Regions from separate parts of the Mus musculus genome. Here region 1 is linked to region 2. The links are chromatin contacts, called in public HiChIP or PLAC-seq maps. All regions are on one chromosome and are shown on one strand. The core of a region is the stretch at or near the end of the contact, and the rest is flanking DNA. Distances in the headings are between cores, read along the strand shown. Region 1 has its middle 4.5 kb from the start of Gm27230. Region 2 has its middle 46 kb from the start of Gm27188.

What was found. HiChIP or PLAC-seq counts read pairs in DNA pulled down with a chosen protein or histone mark.
Region 1: an H3K27ac HiChIP or PLAC-seq map of double positive thymocytes shows a contact between it and region 2, with 5 times the contacts expected there. The contact joins two enhancer-like sites. A contact is called at or near these places in 1 of 15 datasets of contacts at CTCF or cohesin (thymocytes), 4 of 484 Hi-C or Micro-C datasets (cerebellum, embryonic stem cells and nephron progenitors) and 1 of 115 datasets of contacts at active chromatin or transcription factors (double positive thymocytes).

What each region holds. Positions count from the first base shown.
Region 1 is chr9:72,383,158-72,388,683 of GRCm38.p6, forward strand. No RefSeq gene overlaps it. Among named protein-coding and RNA genes, the nearest start is that of Gm27230, 4.5 kb to the right of the region's middle. Within about 2 kb of position 2,789, at least 8 of the 459 cell types and tissues checked have an H3K27ac peak or open chromatin away from gene starts, as enhancers often do. A contact at or near this core is called in double positive thymocytes, where this site is marked.
Region 2 is chr9:72,204,710-72,209,908 of GRCm38.p6, forward strand. It overlaps the pseudogene Gm7870. Among named protein-coding and RNA genes, the nearest start is that of Gm27188, 46 kb to the right of the region's middle. Within about 2 kb of position 1,327, at least 10 of the 459 cell types and tissues checked have an H3K27ac peak or open chromatin away from gene starts, as enhancers often do. A contact at or near this core is called in double positive thymocytes, where this site is marked.

The sequences.
Region 1 (5,526 bases), core at 1,539-4,038, 180 kb after region 2:
AGGGAAAGGGAAAGGGAAAGGGAAAGGGAAGGGAAGGGAAAGGAAAGGAAAGGAAAGGAAAGGAAAGGAAAGGAAAGGAAAGGAAGACAAGCTAAGCTGAGAAATTCCTCATTGTCTCATAAGATTTGAGCAGAAGATAAATTGAGGCACACTCATTTATCAACAGTTAGAATTAATATCCAAACAGAAGATAAATGGAGTAGAAGGCAGCCCATCAATAAGGTCCCACAAATATGGGAGTTTAGTATAGGACAAGTATGGGTTAATAAAGAAAAGACAGAGTCTCCAGGAAGTCGTATTCAGGCAACCTATGCCTTAGCCAACTGTACGTGTAGTAAAACTTCAGATGATAATGACTGTAATTACAGGAAGAAACAGGTCATTCATTTCAAGCCATCTGTGAGTAAAGATGGCCTTCATAGGCTATGAAACCAGAGCTTTACCCAAGAGAGATGAATTCAAGAGTAAGAGACAGCTAAAAGAGCCCTGTGAGAACATCCGATGCTCCGGTTTCTCTTCGGATTGTATAACTTTCCTCTCTCACTAAAAACTTCCGTCTTGAGTTTTAATTCGTGTTCTTCAATCTTTGCAATAGCATGGCTAGTAGCACTGGAGAGACAATTCACCCAAGTCACCCTGGTAGCCGATACTCCAGCCCCAAAGATGTCTAACTAACACCGATGGCTTCCAAGGGCTACAGACAAACGCATGTACATAATTAAAAGGAAAGTAAATCTCGGGGCTGAGGTGATGGTTCCGTGGTTAAGAGCACTGGCTGCTCTTCTGGAGGACTTGTGTTCAGCACTCACACGGTGGGGTGGCTCCCAACTATTTGTAACTCGAGTTCTAGAGGATCCTATGCCCTCTTCTGGCCTGTGTAAATGCCTGCATACCCAGGGTGTGCAAGCATTCACTCAGGCACAAACACATAAGTCTTAAAGAAGGAAATATGGGAAGTAACAGATATTTTAAATGTAAAAATGGCATGAATAAAATAAACATTTCTTCAATATGTAGTTTAAAGTATAAAATTTTTTAAACGACTTTTTAATATTTTTTTGGTAACCCATAAGCTTAATAAAGATTTACTTAATAGTAATGATTGTTGGTGGGATTTAGACACCAGTGTCTTTATCCCATTAAGTGCTAATCTGAGTTCAACAAAGTTTCAGAATATCAACAAATTAGCTATTACTATACTCCAAAAAAGGACATACAAACACCAAATTTTAAAAATAAAGTTTTATTTACAAATACACTTAGGTAGAATCCCAACAAGGCATATATAGGACTTAGGGGCTGAAAACTAGGAAGTGCAGACACACCAAGAGTCAGGCTGCAGGTCCTGACTTGAAGCGGTAACCCAGTCCATCCATCCTCCTTGGATTTGTACGCAGGTATACCTGGTTCTTATCAACAGTTCAGCAAGATGTGTTTTAGAAGCAGGTTAGATTCTTCAGAAATTATTAGGGAAAGAGAAGCTGAACTAGTGAAAACAATCAAGACTTCATGACATCAGAAAGGAGAGCCAGATATATTCACAGAAATATATTCATCGAGGTGCTGACTAACGTGCAAAGCCAATCTCAATGAACGTGATGTTGTCCCTTTCAATAGCGATGGAACGAATGGGCACCCAAGGTGTAAGCAATGAGTCTCAGCCTCAGATTCACAATTTAATGCAAATTAAGTCAGAATGGATACACCGCTAAAAGTTTACAGTCTCCGGCGCAGCTCATGAAGCCACAGCCCTATCATATCCATCTAAAGAACCGCTTCATCCAGGAGGCACGCGCGTGGATGACAAGAAGCACATGGCACTGGGCTCAGCACCACCCATCGCTAGTGAACTGTAAATTCCAACCACAATAAAGCATCCCAGCTAAAAATGCAGTGGCAACCAGAACCTGAGTCCTCCTGCTCCGAGTGGGAAGTAGTGCGGTGGGAGGTATCAGGGCAGACCCCTCTGGAAAACGGCTTGGCAGTGTCTCGATAAAAGGAACATGCCTAAAGCCTCAACTCGGTGATTGTAGTCCTGGTCATTTACCCCAGAGTAATGAAGAATTGTGTTCCTTCTGTGTTCATATCACAACCTCACTGCTGTCTATGAATAAACGGCAGAGCCTTGCCAGAGAGTCCCAGCGTTACCGCTGCGATCTATGAATGAGCACGAGGGCTTGGTGGAGACTCCCAGGCTTGCTGACCTCAGCATCAGTGAAGTCCAAAGGGCTGGGACATCAGTAAGAACGTCCTCGCCAACTTCCTGGGGCCAACTGGGAATAACACTGAGGGTTACACAGCTACTTGACCTAACCTGTGTGATGTCTGTCCACGTGACCTTTCGTAACGGTATGATTATGCAGCAGCCTTTTCCAACGAAGTTCCAATATGATATAAGAAAAATGACCAAGCTACACAGTTCTCTTCTGTCAGTTTGCATAAGGCTAAATAGTTGTCTTTGCCAGGAATTAATATTCAGGATGAGAATGAACTGCTTTCATTGGGAAAGAGAAGGATGGGGCTTCTCTGGCTCGCTTCCTTCTCTGCGGATCTTGTCTTACTTTATTTTGCTCTGGTATTGTTTATTTTGAACCACACATTAAACTCAAACAAATGGTAAAATAGATTATTTGTATTTAAACTATCCCTAAAACAGAATGTCAGTCTATAGGAAAGATTAAACTCAGGGCTGATGACTTAGCTCAGTACCTAGTGTTTGTGTAGTCTGTAGGTTCAATCCAAGCATCAAACAGGAAGTGCAGGACTACACCTGCCATCTCAGCGCGGGGGAAGGCGAGTCAGGAGGATCAAAGCTTAAGCTCACCTCCTTCTAGGCCAGCCCCCATCCGCGGCCCAGGGTTGGTTGGTTTCTTTCTGTTGATGCTGTTTCAGGTTTTCTTTTCTCAAGCAGTTATGGTTGACATCGTAATAAAGAAATGTTACCCCCACCACCACCACTCCCGAAGAACCTTAATTTTCCTTCTTCTCTGAAAGAACCCTAGGGAATCTAATAAAAGCAAAATAAAAATATGAGCAAGAAGCATGGTTAGCAAGGCTATAGTATCAAGATCTAACAATTTTTCCATATGGGCTGCATGTATGAGAGGCACACGTGTGTGCCCAGCAAGCCCGAGCAGGTCAGAGGGCAACATGGGAGGAACTGGTTCCTTCTTCTCACCACGTGGGTCTCATGGCTCAAATTCAAGTCTTCAGACTCTGTGGCACAAGCTTCAGCCAACCCAGACATCTCTCTGCCCCTACTTTTATTTTTTTAACCTATTAATTTATTTTCCCAATGTAACAATTTAATAATGCAATTTAAAAAATTCTTTTCAAAAAAAATTCTTTCCATTCACAATAGCATTTAAAGACTAAAATTCTTAGGAATCATGAAGAGTGAGATCTTCATGTTGAAAACTTTAAACCCCTGTCAGGGAAAATTAGCGAGTTATACCAATGGAGCCCTAACCCACACTATGAATGGGAGGCGTTAGTTGTGTTCAGATGGCAATACTCCCCAAATTAAAAACAAGAGTCAACAAAGTTCCCGTAAAGATTCCAGCAGAATATTTTGTAGTCATTGGCAAACTGATTTTAAAATTTAGAAGAAAATGAAAAGCACTTAAAATAGCAAACAAGCCTGTAAACAAAAAAATAAGTAAATTAAAAATACAATGTTACAAAGAAGAGCAAAGCAGAGGCCTCATACTACCTGATATTTTGACTTACTACAAAAGTTCAGAAATCAATGCAATGGAGAATTGGTATAGATGATATTGAGACCAGTGTAAAGGAAGAGACAGCTCAGAAATAGACGTGAGTATCTCTCATTGGTTATTTTTGAGCACCATTATAAAACAATTCTCTGGGCAAAGGTGGTCCTCCTTCATTAAGAGATGGAACTGTTTATGTATCTGTCTGTCTGCATTCATCGGCCTCTTTCCCAGGCTAAAGAACATGAGCTCTTACCTCACACCACACACAAAATCACCTCAAAGGAGTCAGAGGCCTGCATGCAAAACTAAAGCTGTGGACTTCAAGAAGGGAGCACAGACAGGTTCTTGCAACTTTTGAGTTAGGCAAAGGCTTATCAGGTAGACAGCTAAAGCACAGATCATTTTTAAACTGATCACACGGTAGTCCCAGCACTTGGGAGGCAGAGGCAGGTGGATTTGTGAGTTCGAGGCCAGCCTGGTCTACAGAGTGAGTTCCAGGACAGCCAGGGCTACACATAGAAACCCTGTCTCAAAAGACCAAAAAATAAGAAAAAAGAAAAAAAATGACCACATGGGCCATATTTTAGACTTTTTCTCTTTAAAAAACACTATTGAAGAAACAAAAAGTGGCTCAGCAGTGGTGGCACAAACCTTTAGTCCCAGCACTTGGGAGGCAGGAGGATCTTTAGTTTAAGGCTAGCCTGGTCTACTGAGCTAGTTTCAGGATAGCCAGGACTACACAGAAAAACTTTGTCACAAAAAACAAACAAATAGACAAACAAACAAATAAACAAAAAAGCAAACAAAATTCCACCCACAAACTGGGCAAAATATTTCTAAGTAATACATTTAAGACAGACAAAATTTTATAACTCAATAGCAGAATGTAACATGAACATATTTATTTTTTTAAAATGTAAGCAAAGAAGATATGTAAATGGATTCTAAGTGCATGAAAAATGTTCAAGATGCCCTGTTTTGTTGAGATAAGAAATACCTTAGACATCATCACCTCATCCATATGGGGAAAAAAATCTAGACAAACTGAAAACCAGCAGCTCTTTTAATTATTGATTTCTGTGTTTATTTTTTGTATGTTTTGAACTGCTGTGTCATACAGCCAAGAGAGGCCTCAAACTCACTGTGCAAATAAAGCTGACCTTATACTCCTGATCCTCCTGCCTCAGCCTCCAGGGTACAGGGATTACAAGCATGAGCCATTTGGCTTAAATTTAATGGACACATAAAATTGATATAATTTGTGGGATACCACACGGTGCTTCAACATCTGTATACATTGTATTATGTTAAAATCATGGTAACATCTGTCTCCATAAACACACTCTATCCTCTTGAGATGAAAACACTTTTATTTTATTAATGTTTTATATTTTTATGTAAATGAATGTTTTGCCTGAATGGATGCATGTGTACCACATGTGTGCCTGGTTCCCGCAGAGGAAAGAACATGATATTAAATATGGCTGTGAGCCTCTATTTGAGTGCTAGGTATTGAACCTGGGTCTCCTACAAGAGCAGCCGGCTCTCTGAACCACTGAGCATCTCTCCAGCGTCACCTTTAGGGGTGTTTTTTTATTTTGTTCTGTTTTAAATATGTACCACATTGTCATTACTTTATGGTCACTCTATGCAACAGAATACCAGAACCCATTTTCCCTCTCTATACTAACACTCATGGACAGGCCTGTGATGTTAGGGGGACTTAGATGGTTTTTCTTGTACCCACTGGTCATTTGCATATCTTCTTTTAAGAAGGATCTATTTAGTTATACTTATTTCTTTATTCAGA
Region 2 (5,199 bases), core at 77-2,576:
CTTTTGGTGATGAAGAAGTCATATGCCACCTGCAGCAGCCACCCCCAGCTCTTTGTCACGGAAGCTGAGAGTCTGTATTTGGAGACCAGACCCAGCACTGGAGAAGCAATCACAGGCATTTCCATAGTTTTACCATGCTGCTCTAAGCCAGGAGAGGATGGCAGCCAGGTCCTGCTTCCCCTCAGACCATCCCATTCACTTTTAAATTAATACATTGGTTGTATTCTGCCCCCTTCGGCTGAATTGTACCGAAAACAAATTTATCTTTCAACTCTTTACCCTTTAAGGAACTGTAATTCAGCTATTTAATCTAGTCTCTAGGTAAAATAATATATGGTGTGATACATTTGTTTTTAAGAGTTCTTTTCCTATATTTAAAAACTGAATATTATCAGGAGAATTTCTTCTCTATGGCTTTAAAATAAATTTCACTGACCCACTTTTTTTTTTTTTTTCCGAGACAGGGTTTCTCTGTATAGCCCTGGCTGTCCTGGAGCTCACTTTGTAGAACAGGCTGGCCTCGAACTCAGAAATCCGCCTGCCTCTGCCTCCCGAGTGCTGGGATTAAAGGTGTGTGCCACCACGCCCGGCGTGACCTACTTTTATTTATTTATCTAAAAGATTTATTTACTATTATATCTAAATACACTGTAGCTGTCTTCCGATACACCAGAAGAGGGCGTCAGATCTCATTACAGATGGTTGTGAGCCACCATGTGGTTGCTGAGATTTGAACTCAGGACCTTCAGAAGAACAGTCGGTGCTCTTAACCACTGAGCCATCTCTCCAGCCTGTGACCAATTTTATAATGTGAGTGATTTGGTAAATGTGTCTGTGGCTCTCTGCTCCCTTTTCATGTACAATTCAAGTTAATATTTGGTGTGAAAGCAAATCCATTCATTGAGAGACCCTTTCCTTTTGTTTGTTTTCCAAATTCATTAGTTTAGCACTTACTGCATGCTGGGAACTGGACTGGTAAGCAATCAAGAAGATCTTGTGCATGCAGCTTACGTAGGTGAGAGGAACATTGATGAAATAATCCCCCCCACAATGTGCACATTCTACACTTACTGTCAGAAAACAATATTCTGTCTGTGTTTTAATGTGTGAGTAGTAGTGGTTTCTGGGCTATTTGAGATGAGATTTTAAAGGATAAAAAAAATCATAATATTGGGTGTGTGGGAGGCCAAGAGGGTTTTATAAAGAGGGAACGGCCCTTTTAACTAAGTTCCTCATTGCCGATCATGAGCCCACCTGTTTATACATACTGTCTTTGACTGCTTTAGACTTACAACAGCTGCGCTGAGCAGGTGCCATAGAGAGTTTAAAAGAAACTACTTTGCAAGAAAAGCTTTCCAGTCCTTATTTTAAGCCGTAAAGTTTTGGGGTACCCTGTCAGACAGCAGCAAATCACCCAAACACTGTCTGCACGGCGGCAGAGGCAGCACTCCCTGCTTGCGCTATAATTATTTTTCTGTAATCCCACATGCTTGTGTTTGAGACCTGTGAAATCATTTCCCTTTATCTAGACCAACATCTGTTTCGAATGAGTAACAATGTCATTTTTCTAAATAGAATATTTTAATAATGCTGGGACAATATCCACTTTCTCGATACAAGACATTTTTTTGAATTTAATAACCAGATAAAATCCAATATGGTTCTTTTCCACCCTCAGAAGCTATTTCATTTAAAAATTATCCATGCTAAAGTGATTTCAACTTGATGTCAGAAAGGAGCCTCAATGTGTGAAAGTGTTTCAAAGTGTATATCACCACAGAGCTACCTCTCAGTGTAACTACCTCATATTCCTAACGTCTCCTGATAGTTGGTTCTTATCTTTTCTCTTGGAAAAAAAGAAAAGTAAAATTTTAACCTGTCTCCAGCCTTCGAAGAGATGAGCCATATTTTCTGAGTTACATAAAGTGTTTTTTTAAAAACTAATTTTAGGGATTGGCAGTTCTACTGTGTAATCCTGGCTTGTTGAAAGGCAACGAATAGATTTGCACATAAGCTGGAGAATATGAGCCAATACAATGTGTGTAACACTGTAAAGTGTAGTGCTTAACTATGCACTCTAGGGATTTATTACCTATTCTCTGAAAAAGAGAAAAATCCGTAAATACCAATTAAATGGTGCTATTTCTACATGAAGTCATAAAATATGACTTTATGAATATAATTCAGGAAATTATGATTCAGGAAATCCTAAGATGCATTCACTCATGTAACTGTACAGAGGTTGGGGGGTGCATGGCATGGTGTATGGGGGATGCTTGGGTGTATGGTTGAAGCACTGTTAAAGAAAGTGCTGGTTACTGAAGTACAAGATTAAGAATCTAGTGGCTGTAATTCAGTGGGTAGAGCTCGTGCATAGCATGCATGAGGCTCTGGGATCAATGCCTAGCATTGCATAACCCAGGCATGATGACACACATCTGTAATCTCAGCATTCCGAAGGCAGAGGCAAGGGGATTGATTGTATGCTTAAGCTTACCTTTAGATACATAGGAAGTTCAAGGTCAGCCTGCATCAAAAGGAGCAGGACTGGACTCTGAAATATCCTCAGTGTGAGCTACTGTGACTTTGAAGGCCAGGCTGAGGTCAGCAGGTGGATCCAAAGGGCTTTCTTCCAAGATTCTCTACGTTGTTCATTTGAATTTTAGGAAGACCTTCCATAGGCCCTAACCAGATTTCTGCATTTTCTTCATGCATATTATTCATAACCCAATCTAACATTTAAAGTTATATTTAACAACACACTATACTTTTAAAAATATATATATACTTAAGCCAGAATTGTAGGTCTTTACCACTGAATGGGGCCTTGGATAATTTCTGGTCCAAATGTCTCATTTTATAGAAAAGGAAATAATTTCCTTTTGTGCTTCCAAATCTTTTATTTCCAAAGGACCATCTTAGAGAATTTTATGTAACTAACATATTATTAGTTTCTAAAGCCTTTTGAACACAAAAAATAATATATACCAACCAGGTTAATGCACTGCTTTGAGCAATTATTTAATGAAAGTGGCGAAATATTTTGACTGCTAACAAGTTGTAAGAATTTGGGTTAAGAGTCCTAAAAGAAAGAAATGCAGTTCAAGGTCATCTAAACAATCAGGGGACAGAGTGGGGTTTTGGTAGCTTGTGTCATGGACTAAATTGTGTCTCCTCCACCAAATTCACGTTGAAATTCTCAACTCCAGCACTTCAGAATGAGACCATGTTTGGATACAGGATTTTTTAAAAGAGGTTATTAAAATGAGTTGCTATGGCAAACTCTAATCCAGCTCAACTAGTGGCATTATAGACAGAAGAAAGAGAGTGTCTAGGAGAACCGCCGCTGAAGAAATCCACTCTGTGGAACCTGGACCACAGACTTCTCTCCTGTAGAAGGATGAGAAAAGTTCTTGTTTGAGCTCCCAAGGCCAGGGGCTTTGTTACGACAACCCTCGCAAACTGGTATACTTTATAAATGTGTGATACCCAGAGCTGAAGATATAATACAGGTGTCATCTGGCCAACTGACATGATTGTCACTTGTATTGTGGCGAACACCATAGTTCTGCTGGCACAAAACAAGATTTCATAACCTGTGTATAGTTGAGATAGCCCACGCTTCTGTCCCTGCTGGAAGTTCCATTCACAAACACATTTCAGACATTCCAAAATAATGGGGGAAACTCCCTAATTTTCTGTATGTCTCTTAGAATGAATAAAGTGAGGTGGTATTCCTGACACTGACACTGAATCGCTGCCGCCCCGCCCCCGCAACCCCAGCCTCATTTGAAAAGCCTCCCTTGCTACAAGGCAGCTGCTAATCAACTTTCTTTCTCCCTGTTGTAAATGCCCCAAACCCACACTCTCTTAGCAGGTGCTAACTGGCTTTGCCTTTCTCAGAAACGACTCCATTCTTCAGAGTCGGTTTTCTTGTGGAAACTCAACCACTTTTCCAAGAGATCAATTGAACCTTTCTCCTCTTACTCAACCCACCAATCCCTTAATGAGGCCAAGTAACTAACCATGCCAAGAAAAAATTTCCTTGGCTAAAGGAGGAGGGGAGAGGCCATGAAGAGCCAGCTATTAATTCTTTTTTCCAGCAAAAAATGCATTAATTTTTTTGGGCAGTGATTTCATGTTGTGGTCAATTCTAAGTTTAGAGTAATCTAAAATGCTTCTTAAGTATTAAATGAAAGCCCTCTTGTACTTTCTTCAGTATAGATGCAAAACTTGTAGTGTTGTAACTGATAATTTTCAACCAATTTCTAAATTCTCAGTATCTTTTTAAAATCTTTTTTTTTTTTACTGTCATCTAATACATTCGACATTATTTCTAGTTTTAGGGGTTTGATAGCCTGCGACCGCTAGCTGGATACAAGCTGCCAGAATCAGGCATGTGATTGTGATAGTGAAATGTATTAATAGGCCTATGACATCCAAGAGCTAGGAAAGTATTCTTCTGCTAAACTTAGAATTGGTCATAGCCTTAAGGTATCACATCTGTTTGGGGCACTGACATTTTAATGTGCACGTGAAGTTGCAGGGGCCATTTAAGAATCTGGTATCAAGAATGAAGATAGGGCCAGCCAGTGGTGGCGTACGCCTTTAATCCCAGCACTTGGGTGGCAGAGGCAGGAGGATTTCTGAGTTCGAGGCCAGCTTGGTCTACAGAGTGAGTTCCAGGACAGCCAGGGCTACACAGAGAAACCCTGTCTCGAATAAAACCAAAAAAAAAAAAAAAAAAATGAAGTTAGGGCATCTGGCTCCCGCTGTCACAGCCATTGCAGTATATTGGGCTCCATAGAGGTGACTCTGTGCCTCTCGGAAGAAAATCAACTAAACATGGGCAAAGGAGATCCTAAGAAGTCGAGAGGCAGATGTCCTTATATGCATTCTTTGCACAAACCTGCCAGGAGGAGCACAAGAAGAAGCAACCGGATGCTTCTGTCAACTTCTCAGAGTTCTCCAAGAAGTGCTCAGAGAGGTGGAAGACCATATCTGCTAAAGAAAGGGGGAAATTTGAAGATATGGCAAAGGCTGACAAGGCTCGTTATGAAAGAGAAATAAAAAACCTACATCCCCCGAAAGGGGAGACCAAAAAGAAGTTCAAGGACCCCAATGCACCCAAGAGGCTTCCTTCAGCCTTCTTCTTGTTCTGTTCTGAATACGAGTATCCTGGCTTATCCATTGTTGCAA